Linked DNA regions of Sus scrofa: region 1 is linked to region 2. A link is a contact called in public Hi-C data. All regions are on one chromosome and are shown on one strand. Each heading gives the region's core, a stretch centred on a gene start, on an enhancer-like site or on the middle of the called end of the contact. The rest is flanking DNA. Distances are from core to core; before and after follow the strand shown.

Region 1 (4,968 bases), core at 1,085-3,584, 180 kb after region 2:
GTAGCATCCCTGGCCTCTACCACTAGGTGCCAGTAGCATCTTTCAAGTTGTGACAAACAAAAACACTTCTAAGCAGTGCTCAATGTCCCCCAGGGGTGAAGGGTGGGGCTAAATTGCCCCTGGTTGAGAGCCAGTGGGGTAGATCTAACTGTGGGAGATCCTGTGGTCACAAGAAAACTTCTTTGAGGGTATTCCAGCTTCTGTTGGCTGTTCTCGGGCTTTTTAAATCTTTGAGCTTCCCGGGAAATAGATTTTCAATGGACCTGAAGATAACAAAGGGTGAACTAGAGCAAGAGGTGAGAGAAGGTGGTACCTGAATGCTGTGACTCCTCTCCTCTGTACCTGTGAGCCTCTGAGCAGGGAGAGGCATGGTATAGATGAGGAGAAATCTGGATGAACTGGAGAAGCTGGAGTTGGGAACTCCAGCACCTACAGACTGAACTGGGGGAGCTTGAGGCTTTTGGAACTTCAAGTAATCCTGATATTTAAATTCAGGCATCAGCGATTTATTGCAGACAGCATAGAAGACGGTTTTTGGAGGCAAGCCGGGCATCTGCCAAGGCCCTTGGCAAAACTGCAATGTAGGCATAGCTGTTTTGCCACCACCTCTCTTTCTGAACTTTTCCCACACCCCGTCTCACTTTCCCTGCCCTCCAGGTACACAGTCGCCTCATGATTCCCTCTGGCTGCTCAAAGTCTGCCTCACCCTCCAGAGCCATCTGCTTTCCTGCCCCCATCTTAACTTTCCTTCCCTGAATGCTGATTTAGGCTATTTTGAGGGTTAACATTAAAGGTTCAAATACTTCACACTAAGGGGAGAAGAGTCAGTAGGTTTAACCTATTCCAGGGGATGTTGTGAGTCTTTGAAACTTGCTACTCCTCTTCTAGAAGACACTGCAGAACAAAGGACTTTTCTATGGCTCATCTAGTTTCCCTGAAATGAACATATTTTCCAGGCACAATATCCCTACTTGGCACACACAACCTGTGAATTCTATAAACCAGAGCCTCAGCTTGGAAAGGAGTGCCTCACAAGGTCAAGACTGTATTTCCCATGAGAAAAGATCCAAATTCCCTAGCCTGGCATACAAAGTTTTTATAATCCATCTTTTAAACCCCTCCTCCATTCATTCACTCAAATATGGTGGAAAACATGGACAAGTCCAGCAGGGGATACATATAAGAAACCAGACAAAAAGAATATGGTGCCATGTGTAAACCCAAGGCAGGTAAAGGAGGCTTGGGAGTATCTTGCAGGGCAGGGGACAAACCCCTAACTGACTGGTCCAGGGAAGGAGTCTCACTTATCTGCTGTCTCCATATGCCTATACCTGGCACACCTTGTCATGCTGTCTAGCTTTGTACATGATGGTGTCTGTCTAGAAAGCCCTTTCATGATCTATCTAGGAAACTCTTAATAGCCTTTATGAACCAGCTTAATTTCTCTGACTGTACTTTGCCCTCTTGTTTTTCTCTGCTTCACCATGTCCCCCTCCCACCCAACCCACCCTCAAATAAAAGTGTGTTCTTTCCTTTGAGCTAAGTTCTTATACAGCACCTTATGGAAATATATATCCTACTGACTTGCAATGACTTGTTTACTTGTCAATCATCCCCATTAAACTTTTGTTAAAGCCAAGGCAATAATGCATGTCTCTTAAATCTTTAGCACCTAGCACAGAGTCTAGCACACACAGTGCTCAGTGAATGTCACTGAATGAATGAACCCACTCAAACTAGAATGTGGAAAATGTGATGGCAGGATGTCTGTTTTATCCCTTTTTATATTACATTGTGAGATAGATCATATACAGATTGGAGCCCATGAAACATATATATCCAGAGTAAAATGAAAACCCATGTAAGGACAACCCAGGTCAAGAAATAGCCCCCTCTAGTTTGAATGCATCAGAGGATGTTGTTTACTTGAACTGAGTGTGTCACTACGGCAAAGACACCAAATTCTGTATCTGACCTGAAGTTATTGGGGTCTTCTGCCAAGCATGTCCTCATCTTGAACCTCTGGCCTGATATTATAGATACCAAATACTTGGCTGAATGCCAGGTAATTCCAAACATCCCTTGCCAGACATCATCTGAAATCTAGTGGCAGGAAGCTATTCGCTCCACTGGACAGTATCTTGAGAAGATCTTGAGCATCTTCCTTCCCCCTCCTTACTGAGGCTGCAGGCTTATGTGGACTCTGTCACATTTGAGAAAAACAATTAACATGTGAGTCTTGCTGGGATTGTCTGCTAATATTTAACCTGGGTGGTGGATCAGTCTATTTTTGTTGTTGTTAACATAGATCAGTTAAAATCTTGCCGTGTTATCAGAAGGGATGTACTCTGCTCTGCTGAGTGTAAATCAGCCATCTGCCTCACTGCATTTGGTCAGAACACTGTGCCTGTGCAAAGGCCCCTGGTTACGGGATGCATGGCAACCACTTCCAGCAATGCGGAGCTGGCAGGGCTCTCTGCATGGGTCTCATCCGGGCCCACTGCTGGGCTCCAATAGCTCTCTCTTCCTTCCTCAGCTGCCCTCCACAATCAAGGGCCTGCCTTCCCTCCCTGGTTTCCCTCCTCCTTCCTGACTCGTCTCTCCCTCTCTTTCTTCCCATCTTCCTTATAGCTGTCCAACCATCAATCTCTGCACATAGTCTAGAATAACTTGCTCAATAAATACTTCTTGAATCAGGCTGTAATTCTCTTCTCGAATACAAATTCAGCTAAATTGCAGGAAGTTATCAATTCTACGATCCCATCTGAGTTCATTTTTCCTTGTGTGTGTGGGGGGGCATGAATCTATGATCATTACATTTAATCCAAATTTTAAATTCCTTGATAATAAACCTAATTCCTTTTCGTTTTTCTATTGAAAAATTTCAAATTCCTTTATATGTATCATCAAAATCTTTTTTTTTTTCAGATTGTGTAAAAGCAAATAACAACTTTACTCTCTATTCCTTATTTCAAGGTTTTTTTTTCATGCTCCAAATATTTTCTGAGCACCTACTTTGTGCCACACACACTTGAAGTGCTGAGGCGACAGCAGGAAACAAGGAAGATGTGTTTCCTGTTCTCACAGAGTTGGTATTCTAAAGGATTCTTATATTCTAGAATGGAGCTGCTCAATGAGGTAGCCATTGGCAATGATCAGCTATTTAAATGAAAAATTAGTTAAAATGAAACAAAATTAAAAATTCTCTTTCTCATTCACACTGGCCACACACATTTCAAGGGCTCACTAGCCCCATGTGACTAGAAGATATGGTATTAAGACAGTGCAGGTCTAGATCAGTTCCATCATCTCAGAAGATTCCACTGGACAGGGCTATTCTAGAAAAACTTGCCACACCCACTACCATTCTAAGAGTTTAAGAAATCCCTGTAGCAGTGCCGTTAGATGATGTACTATGACATCAGACCATGATTCTTTCACATACCATCCTCCGTTTGAAATGCAGAGATTACATCTAGCATGCCTGGTGCCAATGTTTATTTTTATTGGGGACATCCTGTTGTATGTACAAGATTGTTAATTCAGTGTGGTGGGATAGCATTTTCAACTGCTCACTCATTTTTCCTGCCTGTCTTTCAAGCGGGTATTGGCTCTGTGTTGGGGAAGAAGGGGTTGCAAGGTGGAACCCAGAAACAGTCTTTGAGTCTCTGGCTGCTTTTGTGTTCTGGATGTAAAACTCTCAGGACCTGCAAGCATCTGTAGAAGAGGCAAGAAGAAGGAGAATTTAGGAAACAGATGAAAATATGTATGGTGGCAGGAGCAAGACTGGAGGGGAGAGGAGAATTGTGTGTCCGTGCATATGTAGGAGGGTACTTGAGAATGAATGCCAGCTTGCATGTGCTTTGTGGGCTCAGGCCATGTGGTTTCTTTGGGGCAGCAGGGAGAAAGCGTCAAGGATTTGGGATTGTGCGGAGACCCCAAAAGTCAGGTAGACTTGAAGGGTCACACTGATGGGGATAATGGATGTTTTTTAGCAGCAAACTGTGTGGACAGATTTCCCCAAACTACAACTTGTCCCCACCCCCAACATTAATCCACCTCAGGGGAGGTGAAGAGGGGTGAGCCTGAGGTCGTGATTTCCCCCCAGTGTAATGGGGTGGGTATTCAAGACAGAAATAGGTAGAATAAGACATAAAGTTGATTTTCTGGTAGCATATGCAGCTGCGACCTGGGAGCCATACCTACTCCTCAGGCACCAGAACAATTTGTCCCCAGCATAATCGTGGAAACCGGAGCAATGGCCACTCCAGTCTGTGTCTGAGGCCTAGATCTCATTAGCCTCATCTGGCTTCTTATATTACTTGGGCTCCAGGCTCTAGCTGTCTCAAAACTCCAGAAAAGTTGTCCTATCTATTATCCTCTATTTCTTCAATGTGAATTCCTCTGGTTAACTATTCTGCCTCCTGCTATTGTCCTCATATGATGTTGGCTTTCCGCCCATTGAATTTTCCCATAATTTCTCCCTTTCCCCAGAGCCTTCTGGAACACTGTTACCAGTGAACACAAACTCCTCTGCTTTCTTATCCCAGAAGCACCATACCGCATTTTCTTGCCTCAGCTAAAATCCATTTTGCAGGAATACATCACCTCCCTGTAACCTTCTCAAATGGGAACTGCACTTTCCTGCTCATCCACCATTGTGGATTCCCACAAGCAATGGCCACATTCTCTTTGACACTGTTTGCCTCTTCCATACCACTGCTTTTCATTTTTGTGCAAAAACTTCTTTCTCCTTTGAGTTCCAGGTCATTTTGCTCCAAGTGTTCCTGTCATCCCTCTCCTATCATTAATATTGACACTTCAACCTCTGCAGTGACAAGCACAGAACCTAGCTTCACGATGCATGACCTCAATTTCAGAATATGCTAGAACCCATTCTTATAGCCACTCCTAGACCTTATTATCCTAAATTTTTCCACCTCTTAACGCTGAATGTCAGGGTAACAC
Region 2 (4,857 bases), core at 2,092-4,591:
GAGATAACAACAGAGAGGAACTCTAAGACGACCAGAAAACAATGAACAAGTGACAGTAAGTCTCTACCTATCAATAATTACTTTAAATGTAAAAGAACTTATTAAATAAGTCACTGTATTACCATATTCTAGAAATGAAGAATCAGAAATTGAAAATAAAAGTTTATAATGTCATCAAACCCCAGAATTCTTAGTAATAAATCCAGTAAAATATATGAAAGATGCACACTGAAAACTACAAAACATTGCTGAGAGAAACTAAAGCAGATCCTATTAAATGGAGAAATACTCTTTGTTCAGAAGCTGAAACTCAATACTGTTAAGATAGCTTTTTCCCAAATTGATCGCTAGATTCAGCACAACCCCAATCGAAACCCTAGCAGGCCCTTTTGTAGAAACTGACAAGCTGATTCTAGAATTTGTATGGACATTTGAAAGACTGAGAATACTCAAAGCAACTTTGAAAAAGAAAGCAAGGTTTGATGGTTAACACTAGAAGATTTCAAAAGGTATTGTAAACTAATCAATGCAGTGTGCCATGGACATAAAAATAGATAAATAGATCAATGGAACAGAATAAAGAGTTTATAAATAGACACACATATACAAACAACTAATTTTTCAACAAAACTGCTGTGACAATTTAGTGGAGAAATGATATCCTTTTCATTTGGAACAACTGGATAGTCACATTTAAAAAAACAAACCACCTTTGATCCATAGTTTCAATATACACAAAATTAACTCAAAATGATTATAGAATTAAACATAAGACCCTAATCTGTAAAACTTCTAAAGGGAAATGGGAAAATTTTTGAGATCTTGGGTTAGATAATTGTTTCTCTGACATGACACCAAAAGCACAATTCATAAAATAAGAAATTGTTCAATTAGACTTCATCGAATTTTAAAACTTTTGCTCATTGAAAGGACCGGTAAAAGAATAAAAAACAAAAAGACAGGTCACGGGAGTTCTCTTGCAGTGCAGTGGGTTAAAAATTTGGCATTGTCACTGCTGCAGCTTGGGTTGCAACTGTGGCACGGGTATGATCCCAGGCCTGGGGATTTCCATATGCCAAGGGATCAACCAAACAAACAAAATAAAAAACAAAAGAAAACAACTCACGAACTGGTACAAAATAATTTATATCTGATAAAGAGCTTGTATCCAGAGTATACAAAATACTTTCAAATTAGAAAATACCCTAAATTTTTAGGATTCATAATGAATCCATAATGAATCTGACTAGTGTCCACGAGGATGTGGATACTAGTTGCGGGTTGCAGGTTTGATCCCTGGCATCACTCAGTGCATTGGGGATCTGGTGTTGCTGTGAACTGTGGTGTAGGTCGGAGACATGGCTCTGGTCCTGATTTGCTGTGGCTGTGGTGTAGGCTTGCAGTTGTAGCTCTTGTTCGACCCCTAGCCTGGGAACTTCCTTATGCTGCTGGTGTGGCCCTAAAAAGCAAAAAGGAAAAAAAAAAGAAAAAGAAAACAAAGAAAAAGAGAGAACATACCCTAAAGTTTTAAATGGGCAAAAGTTACAACAGAAAAACCACTGAAGAAGATATGCAAATAAAAAAGCACATTATAAAGTACTCAACAGCATTTGTCATTAGGGAAGTGTAAATTAAAACCATAATTCAGGAGTTCTTGTCGTGGCTCAGTGGTTAACGAATCCAACTAGGAACCATGAGGTTGTGGGTCTGATTGCTGGCCTTTCTCAGTGGGTTAAGGATCTGGCATTGCCGTGAGATGTGGCATAGCTTGCAGATGTGGCTCGGATCCCGCGTTGCTGTGGCTCTGGCGTAGGCTGGCAGCTACAGCTCCGATTTGACCCCTAGCCTGGGAACTCCATATGCCACAGGAGTGGCCCAAGAAATGGCAAAAAGACAAAAAATAAAACCATAATTCAACAACTACACACTCACTGAATTGGTTGAAGTTAAAAAGATATTCAGTACCAACTAGTGACAAAGACATGGAGGAACTGAGACTCTCCTACAAGTCTGGTGGGAAAGTAGAATGATATAACCACTTTGGAAAACAATTTGCCAGTTTCTTAAGCAGTTAAATATACATGTGCCATAAAATACAACTATTCTATTCCTCGGTATTTCGAGAGAATTGAAAGCCTATGTCCATAGAGAGATTTTTACATAAATGTTTATAGAAGCTTTCTTTGTAATATCCAAGTACCCATCAATAGATGAATGGATAAACAAGGTATGGTATATCCATGCAATGGAATATTATATGGATAGAGATCAAAATAATTATACTGAGCAAGGGAGACAGACCCCCCCTCCCCAAAATAAATAGAACTATATTCTTTTATTTATACAAAATTCTTAAAAATATAAACCAATTTATAGCGTCAGAAAACAATCAGTGGTTGCCTGGGTAGGTGGCAGAGGTGAGTAGAAAGGAATGAGATGGAGCAATTATAAAGGGGCACGAGAAAATTTTGAGGCTGCTGGTAGATAAGTTCATTACCTTGATTGTGATTGTTTTCATGAGGGGTATACACATGTCAAAATAAACTGTGCACTTTAAATATATGCAGTTTCTTGTATGTCAGTCATATCTCACCAAAGCTGTTAAAAACATTAAAACCATTGATTTGATAAGATATTGAGAACTTAAAAAAAAAATCAACCTGACCATCCCTATTAACAGAGAAAAAGAGACTTTGATAATTAATAAAGAGATTCTCATTCCAGAGCAAATCATACCATGAAGGCTATTTCTTGCAAAGTTTTGCTTACCTGTTTGTTGGGTTTTTTTTTTTTTTTTTTTTTTGCCTTATCTATTGTTTTTTTCTGTTTGTTTTGTGGGTTTTTTTTTTTGTTTGTTTTTTAGGGCTGTAGGAGCGCTGTATGGAAGTTCCCAGGCTGGGAGTCCAATCAGAGCCACAGCCACACCAGATTTGAGTAGGGTCTGCAACCTATACCACAACTCATAGCAACGCCAGATCTTAACACGCTGAGCAGGGCCAGGGATCAAAACTGCGTCCTCATGGATACTATTCAGATTTGCTTCTGCTGAGTCACAATGGGAACTCCATGCCTTATCTATTGTTGATACCAGTTCCTGGGGGGTCTCCATAAGAGGGTTTTGATATAGAATAAGCAAAAATCAATGTCTAAAAGCCATCTAGAAGACATCCTCTCATTTAAAATTAAAAATGATCTATTTATCATCATTACAGAGGGAGGAGAAGAATTTCTTTACTGATGATTATAACCCATACTTGTTATTAAGCGTGGAATTAAAGCAGTCTCAGCTAAACTTGGAGTTGGGACAAGCCTGTAGGGGGAGCTCTCATGGGCTCTACGCATTATCACTTACTCCAGACAGTAAGTAACCTATGCATACATCTGGGACAGGAAAGTGAAAGTGTTGCCTACATTACTATTAGGCAGGAAGAAGAGAACGCTGCCCCATGACAGTCCAGCCAATCAGAAACTGTAGCAGCCTAATCAATGAGAAGCCTTCAGACTTTGGACTCTCAGCTTCCTCCAAGGGATTTTTTATTTACTAGAGCCCCTTCCACCCCTCCTCTTTTTCCTATAAAAAGCAAGTTCCCCTTCCTTGCTTCCGGATTCACTTACGGTCCCCCATGCCTCATATATTCTAAATTACAATTCCTCTGGCTCTCCTGGAATAAACCTGCTTTTGCTGGTAAAATAACTATCATATTATTAAAATGGACAGAATTTATAGCCAAAGTCTAGTCTTAAAAATCATTACTGAGTATATAAACAAGAAGAGTAGAATGTTCAGCTTAGTGAATTGATTTCCTTTGGGTCTTACAAGGGTATTAGGTCTATTCCTTCTTTTATATTCTAATGTGGAAATATAAAACTACTTTATATAAAACCTGGATTCATTTTGCAAAAATAAATAGGATGTCTTTGGAACCCATAGAGATCAGGTGGAAAGACTGTTCATTATCTGCCCTCCTGCCTCAGCTGTAGCTTCCAAATGGAAGAAACATCTTTACAGAGAGGTGTGTTACCATGAAGTGCAGTTCTCTGTTGGATTGGGGTCTAAGGAAAACATAGGCGAAAGAGGGCTGGGATATGTCTCAGAGAGCATCACCTAAAGCAGATGAACCAGAGGACAGGACACAAAAGCTTGTTCTCTTGCTTGGACTTTGCTTTTTGACTGTTCTTCAGCATATTCTGGAATTGTGGTACAAAATTACTTGTCATCTGGTGATAACTCTCATCACATTGTTTGTGCTGCTCAGTTCCAAACATTGTGGCTCTTCAGAAACTAAATGTTGAGGAATTTACATCAAGAACACTGAAGCAACCTGTGAGATGTATGGAATATTAAAAACTGTTAAAATATGGGATTGTGGAACCTTCCTACACTACTGGTGGGAATGCAAATTGGTAAAACCACTATAGAAAACAGTATTATATTCCTGAAAACTAAATATAGAACTACCATATGATCTAGCAATCCCACCCCTGGGCATATAGCTGGACAAAAGTTTCTTTCAAAAAGATATATGCATCCCTATGGTCGCTGCAGCACTATTCACAATAGCCAAGACAGGGAAACAACCTAAATGTCCATCAATAGATGAATGGATTAAGAAGATGTGGTACATATACACAATGGAAGACTACTCAGCCATAAAAAGAACAAAATAATGCCATTTGTAGCAACATGCTTGCAACCAGAGATTCTCATTACTATGTGAAGTAAGTCAGAAAGAGAAAGACAAATACCATATGATTTCACTTATATGTAGAATCTAAAATGTGGCATAGGTGAACTTGTCTACAAAACAGAAACAGACTCACCAACGTGGAGAGCAGACCTGTAGTTGCCAAGGGGGA

What was found. Hi-C and Micro-C count contacts between places; a contact is called where the count stands out from the background.
Region 1: a contact with region 2 is called in a Hi-C map of liver, with 3 times the contacts expected there. The contact joins two enhancer-like sites. A contact is called at or near these places in 4 of 47 Hi-C or Micro-C datasets (liver, mesenteric adipose tissue, retroperitoneal adipose tissue and 1 more).

The regions. Positions count from the first base shown.
Region 1 is chr1:223,879,132-223,884,099 of Sscrofa11.1, forward strand. The region is part of intron 23 of TRPM3 (transient receptor potential cation channel subfamily M member 3); the gene reads right to left. Among named protein-coding and RNA genes, the nearest start is that of KLF9, 130 kb to the left of the region's middle. Within about 2 kb of position 2,335, at least 7 of the 83 cell types and tissues checked have an H3K27ac peak or open chromatin away from gene starts, as enhancers often do. A contact at or near this core is called in liver, where this site is marked.
Region 2 is chr1:223,698,475-223,703,331 of Sscrofa11.1, forward strand. No RefSeq gene overlaps it. Among named protein-coding and RNA genes, the nearest start is that of KLF9, 47 kb to the right of the region's middle. Within about 2 kb of position 3,342, at least 13 of the 83 cell types and tissues checked have an H3K27ac peak or open chromatin away from gene starts, as enhancers often do. A contact at or near this core is called in liver, where this site is marked.